Regions from separate parts of the Zea mays genome. Here region 2 is linked to region 1. The links are chromatin contacts, called in public Hi-C maps. All regions are on one chromosome and are shown on one strand. The core of a region is the stretch at or near the end of the contact, and the rest is flanking DNA. Distances in the headings are between cores, read along the strand shown.

The links. A called contact is a pair of places that touch in the nucleus more often than the background predicts.
Region 2: a Hi-C map of ear shows a contact between it and region 1, with 2.1 times the contacts expected there. The contact joins the promoter of LOC103644219 here to the promoter of LOC100272482 in region 1. A contact is called at or near these places in 2 of 25 Hi-C or Micro-C datasets (bundle sheath and ear).

The regions. Positions count from the first base shown.
Region 1 is chr1:297,312,727-297,319,736 of Zm-B73-REFERENCE-NAM-5.0, forward strand. It overlaps LOC100272482, which reads left to right and starts at 4,893. Exons shown (of 7, transcript NM_001146953.1): 1 at 4,893-5,280; 2 at 5,823-5,909; 3 at 5,999-6,247; 4 at 6,342-6,506; 5 at 6,715-6,768; 6 at 6,913-7,010. The coding sequence starts at 5,131.
Region 2 is chr1:297,828,478-297,835,555 of Zm-B73-REFERENCE-NAM-5.0, forward strand. It overlaps LOC103644219 (polygalacturonase ADPG2), which reads left to right and starts at 5,108. Exons shown (of 3, transcript XM_008667417.2): 1 at 5,108-5,750; 2 at 5,849-6,077; 3 at 6,171-6,967. The coding sequence starts at 5,193. The coding sequence ends at 6,811.

The sequences.
Region 1 (7,010 bases), core at 3,643-6,142:
TCCTTTCTCTTTTTCTCTTCTTTATTGATATTTTTTTCTAAACACTTTCTCAGATATCAGAAAAAAAAAACTAATTTTTTTTAGCTGCGTCTATTGCTGACCTTAGCTGTTGGCAAGGAGCCAAGTACAAGAGTAAAAGGCTGTCCAACTTTGTCTAACACGTATGAGGGCCTATATTTTCTTAGCCAACTATTGAGAACCTTTATACCTAAAGATTTGTTTGGAAGCACCCAAATTTTCAATTTTTAAGAATATGGTTTTATGAAAACTGAAGCGGTTTCAAACATACCAGTTTATATCCTAGTTTATAGAATTCTAGAATTTCAATTTCTTAAAAAACCAAAAAGCTAGACTCTCCTAGCTAAAACCGGTTTATAAAAACTGAGGTGGTTCCAAACAGCGTGAGCCATTTTTTTTCATAAACCAGTTTCTAGGGTCTATACTTGGCACATTTGTCTTCAACGTGCGCGCCAGTCCACTACACTGTTTCGGTCATTTGGGGACATCCTTTTGTTAATATCGTTTGCTCATCGGGCATTACATTATTTTGTTTCGGTTGCGATATATGAAGTATTTACCGAAAAAATAATACGTATAAGAATAAAGGAAGGGGAGAAAGAAAGAAGAGAAAAGGTGTATTTTGAGTGATCTGCGCTTGCGCATGAGCAAAAGGGACGGCTTTTCTGGTCGTCAGGTTGGATTCCCTCTGTTCGTCGCAGCTTGTGGGTGAAGCAAATGAAATGTACGCTGTGTGCGCCCTCCCCCCTGCGTGCTAAAGACGAATGTATATATATATATGCTAGTCCAAGGGAGTAGCACCTCTGCTCCGCTGGTGGTGCTAATTCATTGGTTTGAGTAGTAGTCCAAACAGCCAAATTTAATCTGAAATTAATGTACATAGCGAGTCACTGAAAGTGAAACCCTTGTTTACCGCTGCTCCCAGTGACCACACTGGCCACCGATCCGGCCCTGCTGACCTGACAAAACATCCAGGTCTGTCCTCCCGCTCCTCTAGGTCCCGTAACCAAGGCTGTAAGATCCGGTCAATCCTCACGGTCAGCCAATTTGACCATGCGCCCCTTCCTGTTCTCTCTCTCTCTCTCTACTTAATTTTTTTTTATTTTCACGCAGTCCTGTTCCTTTTTACCATACCGTGACCGCTTGCTTAATCTACACCGTATCTGTTTTTAGTACCGGCGCCGTACCAACCAAAGCCAAAACACATCCGACCCATGTCTGGAGCCTGTCGTGCACGGTGAAAGGACACGTTTTTTTTTAAAAAAAAATCCGGGGTGGTTCGTACTGGACCCTAAGAGCATCTCCAAAAGACTCTTTATTTTTTACTCTTTATTTGACTCTTTATCTGTCTCTTCATAAAGATTAAACTCTATATATAACATTTCATTCCAACAGACTCTCCAATATATAAGTTAGCTTGGCTAGCGAGAGTTGATAGCAAAATTTAGCTAGTGAGTAAGTTAATTTAGAGAGCTGAATAGCTTAGCAAGTTAAATGTCTAATCTGTTGGAGAGCTATTTTGATATTAAATAGCTAAAATTTAACTTGACAAGCTATTTAGCTAGCCTCTTGGAGATGATCTAACACCGCGCGCCCGCTGGTAAAAAATGTCGGTCTGCCTGGGAGTACTCGCCTGCAGCCTGCTGGTGACGGTGTTTAGCCGTTGCCTTTCGCCGACCCGATGCCCACTTGGGTAACGGCGTCGACTTTGACAAAAGCCCCGCCCGCTTTGCGCGTGCGTGCGCCCGGATCCAACACCGCCCGGCCGGTCTGGTTGGACTGTTGGAGGACGGTGGGGTGGTGGTCTCCGACTCTCCGTCACCGTCACCATCACCGTCACGCACGCGGCACGCGTTGATGAGCGGCTGCCAGGCATGGCCCGCGGGCGCCGTGGCCCGCGTCTCTCCTTGGGCGTGGCCGGGGGCAGGCGCACGTGCCGCGCAGGGTGACGGGTCGGGCTAGGCGGATGCCGACGGACGTCGCCTGCCACCGTGCTGGCGGTGGCATGAGCGGGCAAAGCTGGCGGGTGGGCCATGCTGGGACCCGACGGCCGACTCGACCCTACCAAACCACGACCAGCCAAACAACGTCCTAGCATGATCGCTACCTTAAACAGTTATATTACTGCTACTACCCTATGCTATTTACTCATGCCTCTCGAGCAAAATGATCTTTCTAAATGCCTGCTCTCTGGCGTAAGGTGTACGCTTGTTTTTTTCATTATTGATACCAAGAGAGAGAGAGAGAGAGAGAGAGAGCGGCATTACCTCCTGTACCATCTTACAAAGAGACGCCCGTGACTTCTCAGACCAGGTTTGGAAAATCGCGATGGTGTTCGGCCTGCGAACTGTACTCCCAACTGTAGAAACCGTAGCCGGATTAAATACACAACAAGCAGGCCGTAGAGAACAAGCTGAGCTGGTCAGCTGGTCCGTTACTATCACAATGTAAAGTTGGAAGTACTCCCTCAGAGCATACCCAACTGGAGTCTTAAATGAGCTCCTGTTTTGAAATATAAGACCCTAGAATCATCTCCAACAAGAAGTCCTATACTTGATTCCTCAAAATTTAAATAAGACCTGATTTAAAGTGTTTAGGACCATAGAAACGTTTGCAGCTCCAACAATTAAGTCCTATATCATGTTATTAGAAAATAAATTATATTATTTACGAAATAAAAAATTAGGAATAGTGTACAAATGGTGACAGGGCTCCAATGTATGAGGTACTATGGGTGTGTTTGACATGACTCTGCTCCACCCCAGAGCAGCTCTACTCTAAAACTCTGGGGGGAGCAGCTCTGCTCCAGAGTTTAGATTGTTTCTCATAACCAGTGGCAATGGCGGGTAAATAACTCAAAACTCCATGACTAGGTTGCTTTTTTGGAGTTTTCAGAGCAGCAAAAGAGGTACTCCAAAAAATTGTACTGCAGCTCCAAAAACTCCATAGAGTTTACAACTCTGGAGTTAGGGTGTTTGGCATGCTCTGGCCAGCTCTCCCTTGGAGTTTTGCTCTGGAGCCATGCCAAACAGGCCCTAAATGTAGGACCTAAGAGCCGAACCCTATAGTGGTTTGATGAATTTTTGTAAAATAGAGCCCCCGCTGGAGCATATTCTTGGTGGCAAAATTCTATATTTCAAAATAGAACCCTCATTTAGGACTTCTATTGGAGATTGGAGATGCTCTAACATCAAAAACCTGCTCCAATCGAGGTCTTATTTTCTAAAAACATCAAATAATTATAGGACCCGGTGTCTCATGTCCTAAATATAGTACCCAATATGCTAGAGTCCTATCCTCATTTAGTATACTAATATAATATAATATTTCATTTCCTAAATAACATGATCTATTTTATAATAACATGACATAAGATTTAACTGTTGGAGCTGTAAATGATTTTATAGCCCTAAACATTTTAAATCAGTTCCTGCTTTAATTTTGTAAGACTCAAGAGGCTGCCCAGATTATGAGCAGGATCACCAATCCAAAACTCCCACTCAAAACAGCCCTCCCTCCTGTTGTGACGATACAGAAGCATAAATAAAGTTGCGAATGCTAGACTGTTTTTTTCTCTCCCTAGAGCTGCTCCTCAGAAATCCCCCGCCGAAAATTACTTGCAAGTGAGAGAAATGTGTTTCCACACCAGTTTCCAAAGTTCAGATATAAGTCTATCTTAAATTTATGGGGTACATGATGAGAAATGATTTTTATGTATTAGTAGAATTTGTTTCAACTTTGTGAGTGTCGGGAAATGTTTAAAAGAGAAATGAGTTTAGTGTGTCACCGAGTCAAACCAGAGATAGCGATTGGATTCAGTGCTCAGTATCGTAACCATCGTTTACTTTTCTGTAAACTGTTCATATGTGGCTAAGAAATAATAAAATACTGTAGGTCCTCCTACAATAACTTAATTTAAAAAAACTCTGTAATTTATAGGACACTCTTCGACTCACTCCTCTATATTAAAAATATAGCACATAAATATCTCTGACTTCTTGCTAATAATAGTATACAAATATATTTTGCATAAAACTGAATTAGCTTAATTGATATATGACTAAATTACTATTATTAGAATGGAATTTAACCAATGATCCAAACGCGACGTAATAGTTTTCACGAGTGAATGGATTACAGCCTTAAGAAATGATATGTCGTGCTTATATTGTTAGCCATGCTCTAATGGTTAGACTAGAATGGTTTGCACACCAATTAGTAGGCTGACACGTCGATCTCACTGTAATAAAGTTAAGGAGGAGAGGGATCAAAATTATATGTAACTAGAACACACCCCACACACCACCCCATATATACAAAAAAACCATGCTTGCACAAAAAACAAACATAAAATTACGAAACTAGACGATATCCAATGGAAGGGACATTATAATCAGCATACAATCTGTTTAAACTTATTCATATGATCTACATTGTTATAGAGCTTTGGTTTCTTTATAAGGGCATAATAACAGCAGCAGCAGCAGTAGTAGTAATAGTAATAATAATAATAATAATAATAATAATAATAATAATAATAATAATAATAATAATAATAATAATAATAATAATATCCGTAGCAGCATTGATCACGTTCAGGCATCAACGACCCAAAGAAAGAAAACCCTGGAGGCCCACATCTCAGTGAGCATATCGGTACCCGCTTTGACGTTAGTTGCACGCCGGGTGCCCCTAATAATTTCCGGATCGTGGTGGGGGGCATTTCCGTCCAGAAGCACGAGCTGCGGAAACGGCAAAAGTGGCCGCGAGACATCGCTGTGCAGTGCAGTGCAGCAAGCGGCTAGTGGACGCACGCGCCGCTCCCAACCGAGACGACGAGCCGCCCAAGGCGACGAGCCATTACTCCCGTTTCCCCAAATCCCACCACGCAGGCAGTCAGGCACCCGCATTGTTTCAAAAATCTCGAATCGGCCCCTGGTTCTGGCAGCGCAGCCGCCGCCGGCGGACGGAGGGCCCTCTTTCCGGGTGAGGCAAGTCGAGGCCTGCTTTGCCTCGCTGTAAGCTCGCCGGAAGAGGGAACCGGGGAGGGGAAAAGACGCGCGGCAGTGGTGGAGTGGAGGTGCCAAGGCTGAGGGAGGCGCGCCGCCGCCCATGGACGCCGCGCGGTGGGTCGTGTGCCTGCTCGTGACGGTCATCTGCTTGTCGTGCGCCGCCGCCGCTACCGCCGCCGTGAGGTCGCCGGCGGCGAGGCTGCACCGCCACCTCAAGCGGCTCAACAAGCCGGCCGTGAAGAGTATCGAGGTGCGTCAACCCTGTTGTTTCCGTCGGCTTTTCGTCCCGAGGAGGCGTGCGTGTGTTCCATACTGCCATGCTTGCTGATTTGCTGTTGCTCTTGGTAGATTTGAATGGCTTGCTGGGGGTAAAAAAATGTTTTCTCTCTCTCGCTCCCCTCGGAGATTTTCCGCAGATTAATTAACGCCTTGTTAACGGCGTTCGGGAGCATTCGAGCAGGCCCAAGCGAGGAGATGGGTGTCTCTAGCTTTTGGCCACTCCTTGAGCTCGTGCTCTGATTCAATAAAAGACGACGGCTTTTGAGTCATCTTTTCTGGTTGTTCTTGAAAGGAATTCGCTTTCTTGCTATTCCTCTCACTTTTGTGAGTGTATGTGTGTGGGGTACGCTTTGTGCTTGTTCTTGTATGAAGTTCTTTCTCGCTTGACTTGGGGAAACTAATTTCTCAGAGATTGTCAAACTACTAGTCCTTCCGCGGGGAAACTATCTGTTCCAGTCCTTATCCACGCACGTCTAATTCTAATCCAGCTGTCTGCGAATTGCAAATCCGCAGAGTCCAGACGGGGACATGATAGACTGCGTGCACATCTCACACCAGCCAGCGTTTGATCACCCATACCTCAAGAACCACACGATCCAGGTAAAACTTACTCCTTTGCTGAAAGCTTGCATTAACTGAGCTGGTCTTTGCTTGGAACGCCGCAGCTAACGCCATTGTACGGTTCGCAGATGAGGCCGAACTACCACCCGGAAGGGCTGTACGAGGAATCCAAGGCCTCCAGCAGCGGTGGCGAGAGGCCTATGGCTCAGCTCTGGCATCAGAACGGGAGGTGTCCCGAAGGTACGGTCCCCATCAGGAGAACGAGGAAGGACGACCTGCTGAGGGCAAGCTCGATGCGTCGGTACGGCAGGAAGCGCCGCGCCGCCGCGAACCCGATGTCCGTCAGTCCCACCATGCTCAACGAGGGTGGGCATCAGGTACCTCTGTTCGTAGTCGTAACTATCTCCCCCTGTCGTTGAGGACTTGGGGTGGAAGAAAGAAGCTGATAACTGTCGCTGGTGACAATTGCAGCATGCCATAGCGTACGTCCAGGGCGACAAGTACTACGGCGCCAAGGCGACTATCAATGTGTGGGCGCCCAAGATCGAACAGCCCAACGAGTTCAGCTTGTCCCAGCTCTGGATCTTGGGCGGCTCATTCGGGGAGGATCTGAACAGCATCGAGGCTGGATGGCAGGTACAGAGTTAGAGAGAGAGAGAGAGAGAGGACACACACCGCAACACATGAGCTTCACATTCATAATCAGCACCGAGTAAATGCAGCACCGTTTGCGCGGTTGGTTGCCGGGCCGCGATGCAGTGTGTTTGTGTGTGTGTGTGTGTGTGTGTCATGCCATCACGAAGCCTGAATCTGAATAACTCTTGTTGCTTCTCCATTGCATCAGGTTAGCCCTGACCTCTACGGGGATAACAACACGAGGCTCTTCACGTACTGGACAGTAAGCGGCTAAGCGCCTTAATTATTATATATTCTATCTATCTTACCGCCATTGCAGCGTCTGCGAGAGAGAAACCACGTACGCGCTTCCGTTTGCAGTTTTCCTGAATGACGAGCTGTTTCTCGCTGTGTGTGGCATGTGTAGAGTGATGCGTACCAGGCGACAGGGTGCTACAACATGCTGTGCTCAGGGTTCATCCAGATCAACAACCAGATCGCCATGGGCGCCAGCATCTTCCCGAC
Region 2 (7,078 bases), core at 3,858-6,357, 520 kb after region 1:
GGTTGAGGACGAACCGACCGAGCCCCCCCTCGATCGTCTCCCGCTTGGTGATCTTTGTCACCTCATCCCCTTCGTGCGTGATCTTGAGCACGTCCCAAATCTCTTTGGCACTCTTCAACCCTTACACCTTATTATACTCCTCTCGACTTAGAGAGGCGAGGAGTATAGTAGTGGCTTGGGAGTTGAAGTGCCAGATTTGGGCAACTTCGTCCGAATCATATCCTTCATCCCCTACGAATGGTACCTGCGCTCCAAACTCAATAATGTCCCAAATGCTAGAGTGGAGTGAGGTTAGGTGATGCCTCATTTTATCACTCCACATACAATAATCTTCACCGTCAAAACTAGTGGTTTGCCTAATGGGACGGAAAGTAATGGAGTACGTTTAGAAATGCGAGGATAGCGTAAGGGGATCTTACTAAACTTCCTGCGCTCATGGCGCTTAGAAGTGACGGACGGAGCGTCAGAGCCGGAGGTGGATAGCGATGAAGAATCGGTCTCGTAGTAGACCACCTTCTTCATCTTCTTTTTCTTGTCGCCACTCCGATGCGACTTGGTATGTGAAGGGGCTCCCTTCATTTTGTTGTCGAACTCCCCCGATGGAGGCTTCCCGTGGCTTGTAGACTTGTCACCGCCGGTCACGATCTCCTTCTTAGCGTGTTCTCCCGACATCACTTCAATTGGTTAAACTCTAATGAAGTACCAGATTCTGATACCAATTGAAAGTCTCCTAGAGGGGGAGGTGAATAGGCAAATCTGAAATTTATAAACTTTAAGCACAACTACAAGTCGAGGATAGCGTTAGAAATAAAACCGAGTCCGAAAGATAGGGCGAAAACAAATCACAAGCAAATGAAAGCGGATGACACGGTGATTTGTTTTACCGTGGTTCGGTTCTTGCAAACCTAGTCCCCGTTGAGGTGGTCACAAAGACCGGGTCTCTTTTAACCCTTTCCCTCTCTCAAACGGTCACCTAGACCGAGTGAGCTTCCTTCCTTGATTTCCCGGGTCACTTAGGCCCCGCAAGGACCACCACACAATTGGTGTCTCTTGCTTCGCTTACAAGGCTTTGAGAGTAAGAATGAGAGAGAGAAGAAAGTCAACCAAGCAACAAGCGCAACAAAAGAACACAAGTCGATCTTCTCACAAGTCCTAAAAACTAGAGTTGAATTGTGGACTTTGATTTGATCGGAGGCTTTGATTTATGTCTTGGAGTGTTGTGTATTGCTCTTATATTGAATGAGTAGTGAATGCTTGGATGTCTTGAATAGAGGTGGTTGGGGGGTATTTATAGCCCCAACCACCAAAACAGCCGTTGGGGAGGGCTGTTGTCGATGGGCGCACCGGACAGTCTAGTGCGCCACCGAACACTGTCTGGTGCGCCAGCCATGTCACTCAATCGTTAGGGTTCTGACGGTTTTGACCGTTGGAGCTCTGACATCTTGGTGCACCGGACAGTCCAGTGCCGCACCGGACTGTCAGGCACTGTTCACTGTCCGGTGCGCCTCTGGCGCCTGCTCTGACTTCTGCCGCGAACTGTAGCTCTGTCAGGGCACTGTGCAGTCGACCGTTGCGCTGATAACCGTTGCTTCGCTTGGTGCACCGGACAGTCTGGTGCCACACCGGACAGTCCGGTGCCACACCGGACAGTCCGGTGCCACACCGGACAGTCCGGTGCCACACCGGACAGTCCGGTGAATTATAGCGGAGCGGCAGTCCAGAAACCCGAAGGTGAAGAGTTGGAGTCGATCGACCCTGGTGCACAGGACACTGTCCAGTGCGTCAGACCAGGGTTCTCTTCGGTTTCTTTTGCTCCTTTCTTTTGAACCCTAACTTTACTCTTTTTATTGGTTTGTGCTGAACCTTTGGCACCTGTAGAATGTGTAATCTAGAGCAAACTAGTTAGTCCAATTATTTGTGTTGGGCAATTCAACCACCAAAATCATTTAGAAAAAGGTTTGACCCTATTTCCCTTTCATGTTGATTTGGTCAATTTTAGACATATTTTCCAAGCCTAATTTTATGGGTGGATATGGGTTGAATCAATTTTGAATTTGGTGTACAAACAAAGTTGTTTAGGTAGATCGATTATGTTTGCAAACACGTGGTTAGTTAGGGAATGCTTATCACTCCAAGTCTGCGGACTATGCATATTTCACGATATCAATAAATAGAAGATAGAAGTTCACAAAGCATCGTGTGCTTCTCGTCTTTTTAGCATATCACCGTCCCTTTTCTAAGGGTTTCTCAAGGTAACAGTCATGTTGCCGTGATGTGGAATATAATAGATTGCATCAGGGTAGTACGGTGTATCATCTTACTCTTGGTAGATCTTGTACTAAGCATTGTTATTGACAAGATGTGCTAGTTATCCTGTGTAGTGTAAATCTATCTTTATTTGTCTAAGCATCATGTTATTAAATTGATCTTATACTTCCAGATCTGTATCGCTCACTCGGTTGCTACATTCCACGATATACAACTGCAACATGTGCATATGACAACTCGAGAGTCTGATACGCACCTGACACCCAACTTTAAATGCTTTGACCGCGTTATTTGTTATGGATGGACCTCTTTGGGTCCTCAGTCATGTTTGTGTGTATGATCATCGACTCGTCGTCGCAAATGTCCTATAGTTGCTGACAAGAAACGTACTTTAGATCGGATCTCAGATGTTCCTATGAAAGGCTTGTTGTTTATATGGCCCTAGTTTCGGTTCACAATGTGGGTAATTCCAATAGTTTTTTGGCCCATCCACGCGCCTTCGGTTGTACGTGTTGCGTCCGTCTATCTATGACCAATAATATTCTAAACCATGATTCATACATGTTTATTTCCTTTTCGTTCACCTTCGATGCACGTTTACTTTTATTTACGTATTCTCTATAAACTTGGAAAAGATGATAATTGGCTCAAGGGAGTTGAATATTACAACTAGCACGGATCGATCCATGTGACCAAGCCAGAATTTGATGTTTACTTTGTTGTTGTACACCTGTAGAGCGATTCACGGACTGCCGCATACCCTCCCTGGTTGATAGGTTAAGTCAGGTGACACGCCAAGAACCCTTATTGCCTCTAACATTTAGAGATAGTCGGAGCTGCTTTAGAAGCGATGATCATAGTAGCAACGTTTCTCCTGGCTCCATGTGTGACAACTGCCCACATGATCGATCGTAGGTTTCCTAAGATGACACCTCCTGCTTTACTCTTCAAAACGATACACTCAACCGCAGTAATTTCTCTCCCTACAAGAAATGCATAGATGAAAGGGGATTTCTTGTTATGATAGGGATAATGGATTATATGTATTGAAAGTGAAAGAATTGTCTCATTAGATGTAAAAAAGGATAATTCACATCCCCGACCATCGTGGGCGAGGCGGTTGCCTCGTATAACTTATGGATATGGCATGCTTTTTCAGTGGCGGGATAGAACAACGACGTGAACGTGCTCAACCAATAATTAATTGTTCTTTGTCGACATGTTTTAAGGGTGAAGTAACAAAGGTGGACTTCATGGTAAACAGTTACGAGTATAACCGGAGGTACTACTTTGCTAATGGCATATATCTTCGATGGCCGGTATTTGTAAAGACCATCCTGCTCCCATAAAACTCCAAATAAGTGGATGTTTGTTGCATGCCTGAAAGATACACGGGAGGACATTCATATTCTTGCAACGCTAGGCTATTCTTTTTTCCCACCAGGCATTAGTGTGATTATTATACGTGTACGTGTACGTATCATTTTGTACAATATAATATAAAAATGAACGTGTACGATCGTATGACGTGGACGGCTATGAAAATAAGCAAATAAATTTTTTTTGTTGGGATTTCATGTAATTTGAAGGGGCACAATATGATTTTGTATGTTGTCATGGGCACTGAGTCTTTCCCTCCTGACTGAGACGGATGGGTGCCGGTGCCCCCGTCGGCGGGACAGTGGTACTGTGTACGTTATCACACAAGCCTTAACTGCGGATGGTGAAAACAACCGATAATGACCTCGATGCTGATCGGCAGACACGCACTGTACCTCGTCATCATCGTGACAGCCATCGTGGCTGTGCTTCGTTGTTCACCGCCGATCCGATCGATCTGCTGGACGGCCATCTGCTGCCACGCCCACGCGCACCGTCGGCTGGACGGCCGCCATCAGACTCCTGTCTCTTTGGGTCTCCCTGCTCCGATGAGTACTCATCTTGTCTCTCTTGCTAGAGCCTAGAGGTCCAGAACCGTCTCCAGCAGACACGCCTATACGGACTACAGATTCGGATGCGAATTCCCCCATACTGGGTCATATTATTACTATACAAAATAGAAACTCACTGAACAACTCGCTGCTCAAAACACAGCAAATTAACTGATATCGGTTTTCTTTTTTCTTTTCTTTTTCCTTTTTGAACAGATAAAGACCGAAAGGGCAACCAGAGCCACAGGCCACCAGCGGTGCAGAGCCTACGAGAAAGGACTGGACACTGCGGCTGCGGGCCCCCTACTACAATTTTACTTCCAGCAAAAAGTCGCAGCATAGATAGGCTTAACGGAACTGGGGGAAAAAGGACCTCCGAAAATGCAGTAGGGCAGGCCCGTGCAAATCTGGGCTAAGGAAGACAAATTCAAGCTGGGCTATGATTGGGCCTCTCTCCCTGCTAACATGATGGGCTCGGCTCATCTAGCACAGGGCACACCAAAGAATGGGGCTACTTGACCTGCACCAAGGTACATGTGCCAACTGTTTGGTGGCGAGATGCAGAATTCGAGAAATTTTGTCACGAGGATCCAGCAGGAGGCTCAGATTCAGGTTCTGTCACGGTACTCATTTTTATCCCTCTGGCGCAATACCTGAAGCAAGAATCTTATCCACGGGTTCCCTTCCGTCCGCAAGCATGGCTGCATGCTGCAGGCACGCTCCAGGCCAGCCTAACCTCTGCCCTCCGCGTGTGCGTGATCCTTCAACGGCAACGCAACCCCCAGACAGAATAGAATCCCTAGTTCGTCCCGGCGCGCGCGTCACGATCCCGACACCAAGCTGGGCAAAAACCAAAACTGCGTCGGCTCAGGTCCCCCGCGACCAGAATTTAAAGCTGAAGCCGCGAGCACGATCGCCTCCGACTTCAGTTCCGTGCTGACGACGCGATTCACTTCAGAGTTGAGGCCTGTCCATCGGTGCTTGGCGCTGCCCATGGCGTCCAGCATGAAGCCGACAATGCTCGCGTCCACGGCGGCCCTGCCCCTCCTCGCGCTCCTCCTCCTCCTCCTCCACCTCTCGTCCGGCGCTCTCGAGGCCGTAGTAGTAAGCGCGAGCAACGGCACCGCAGCCGACGGTGCGAGCTACACGTGCAGCGGGTCCCTGACGTGGCCGTCGTCGTCTCACCAGAGCGTGTTCAGCCTCGACCGCTACGGCGCCCGCGGCGACGGCAGGCACGACGACACGGGCGCGCTCGCCAGGGCGTGGGAGGCGGCGTGCGCCTCGCCGCGGCCGGCCGTCCTGCTCGTCCCCGGCGGCAGGCGCTACCTGCTCAAGCTCGTCGTCCTGCGTGGCCCGTGCAGGTCCCGCGTCGCGGTCACCGTGAAGGGCACCCTGGTGGCGTCGCCCAACAGGGCGGACTGGAGCGACAGCGACCGGAGGCACTGGATCGTGTTCCGGAGCGTCGACAGGCTCACTGTCCACGGCCGTGGCTCCATCGACGGCAACGGACACAGCTGGTGGCCGCACTCGTGCAAGATCAACAAGGCTCTGGTAGTATAAAGCTGTGGCGCCGACCGGTTCTAAAAACGAAGTGTGTGTGTCATGTGTGACCTCCTAACTGAACTGGCTTCTTCTCTCTTTCTCTATAGCCCTGCAAGGCGGCTCCAACGGCTCTGTCGTTCCACTACTGCACCAATCTAAGGGTGGAGAATCTCAAGATGATGAACAGCCAGCAGATCCACATGTCGATCGAGGACTGCGCCAGCGTGCAGGTGTCAAGGCTGTCCATCACAGCACCCGGCACGAGCCCTAACACCGACGGCATCCACATCACGCGCAGCAAAGATGTGCGCGTCACGAACTGCAAGATCAAGACAGGTACGTAGTAGTAGTAGCAGCCAACACGTACGCCAAGCCATGGACACCACTACTATGCCTTCAATTCAAACTTTTCCCTGCTCAATTTCGCAGGAGACGACTGCATGTCGATCGAGGACGGGACGCACGGCCTCCACGTCTCCGGCGTCGTCTGTGGCCCCGGGCACGGGATCAGCGTCGGGAGCCTAGGAGACGACGACTCGCGAGCGGAGGTCTCCGGCATCACCATAGACTCAGTGCAGCTACACGGCACCACCAACGGGGCCCGGATCAAGACGTACCAGGGAGGCAGCGGGTACGCCAGGGACATCACGTTCCAGAACATGGCCATGCACGGCGTCAGGAACCCGATCGTCATCGACCAGAGCTACTGCGACAGGGCCGAGGCTGAGCCGCCGTGCCGGGAGCAGAGGTCGGCGGTGCAGATCAGCGACGTCGTCTTCAGGAACATCCGGGGGACGACCGTCACCAGGGACGCCATCAGGATGAGCTGCAGCAGGGACGTCCCGTGCCGGGGCATCGTCCTGCAGAACATTGACCTCAAAATGCAGGGCGGGAAGGGACACGCGGAGAGCACCTGCCAGAATGCCAAGTGGAGAAAGTCCGGAAAGGTCGTTCCGCAGCCGTGCACCTCGAAGGAGGAGGGCAAGGTTGGGCAGCTGTTGGAGTTCCTCTTAGATCACGAGCTCGCGTCGTCTTTGCGCTCGTGGAGTTCCTGGTCACTGTGGAACTAGAGACCTGCATGCAGTTCGTCGTTTTGCTGCTGTGCTCAGTGAGTACGTCAGTGTATTTGTCATTTCCTTCACGTAAGTAGTACGTAACACCCATGCATGTATAATGTACTGTTATATATATTAATATATAGCAACCACAACCACGCATCCACATCAGCTGCTTGTATTTTAGGGGACATGACGCTTGAGATTTCAGAATCAAACATGGTGTGGCGACCTGGACAGCTCTAAACATCGCGCATAATTGGGCGTCTTGGCCTATTGTCC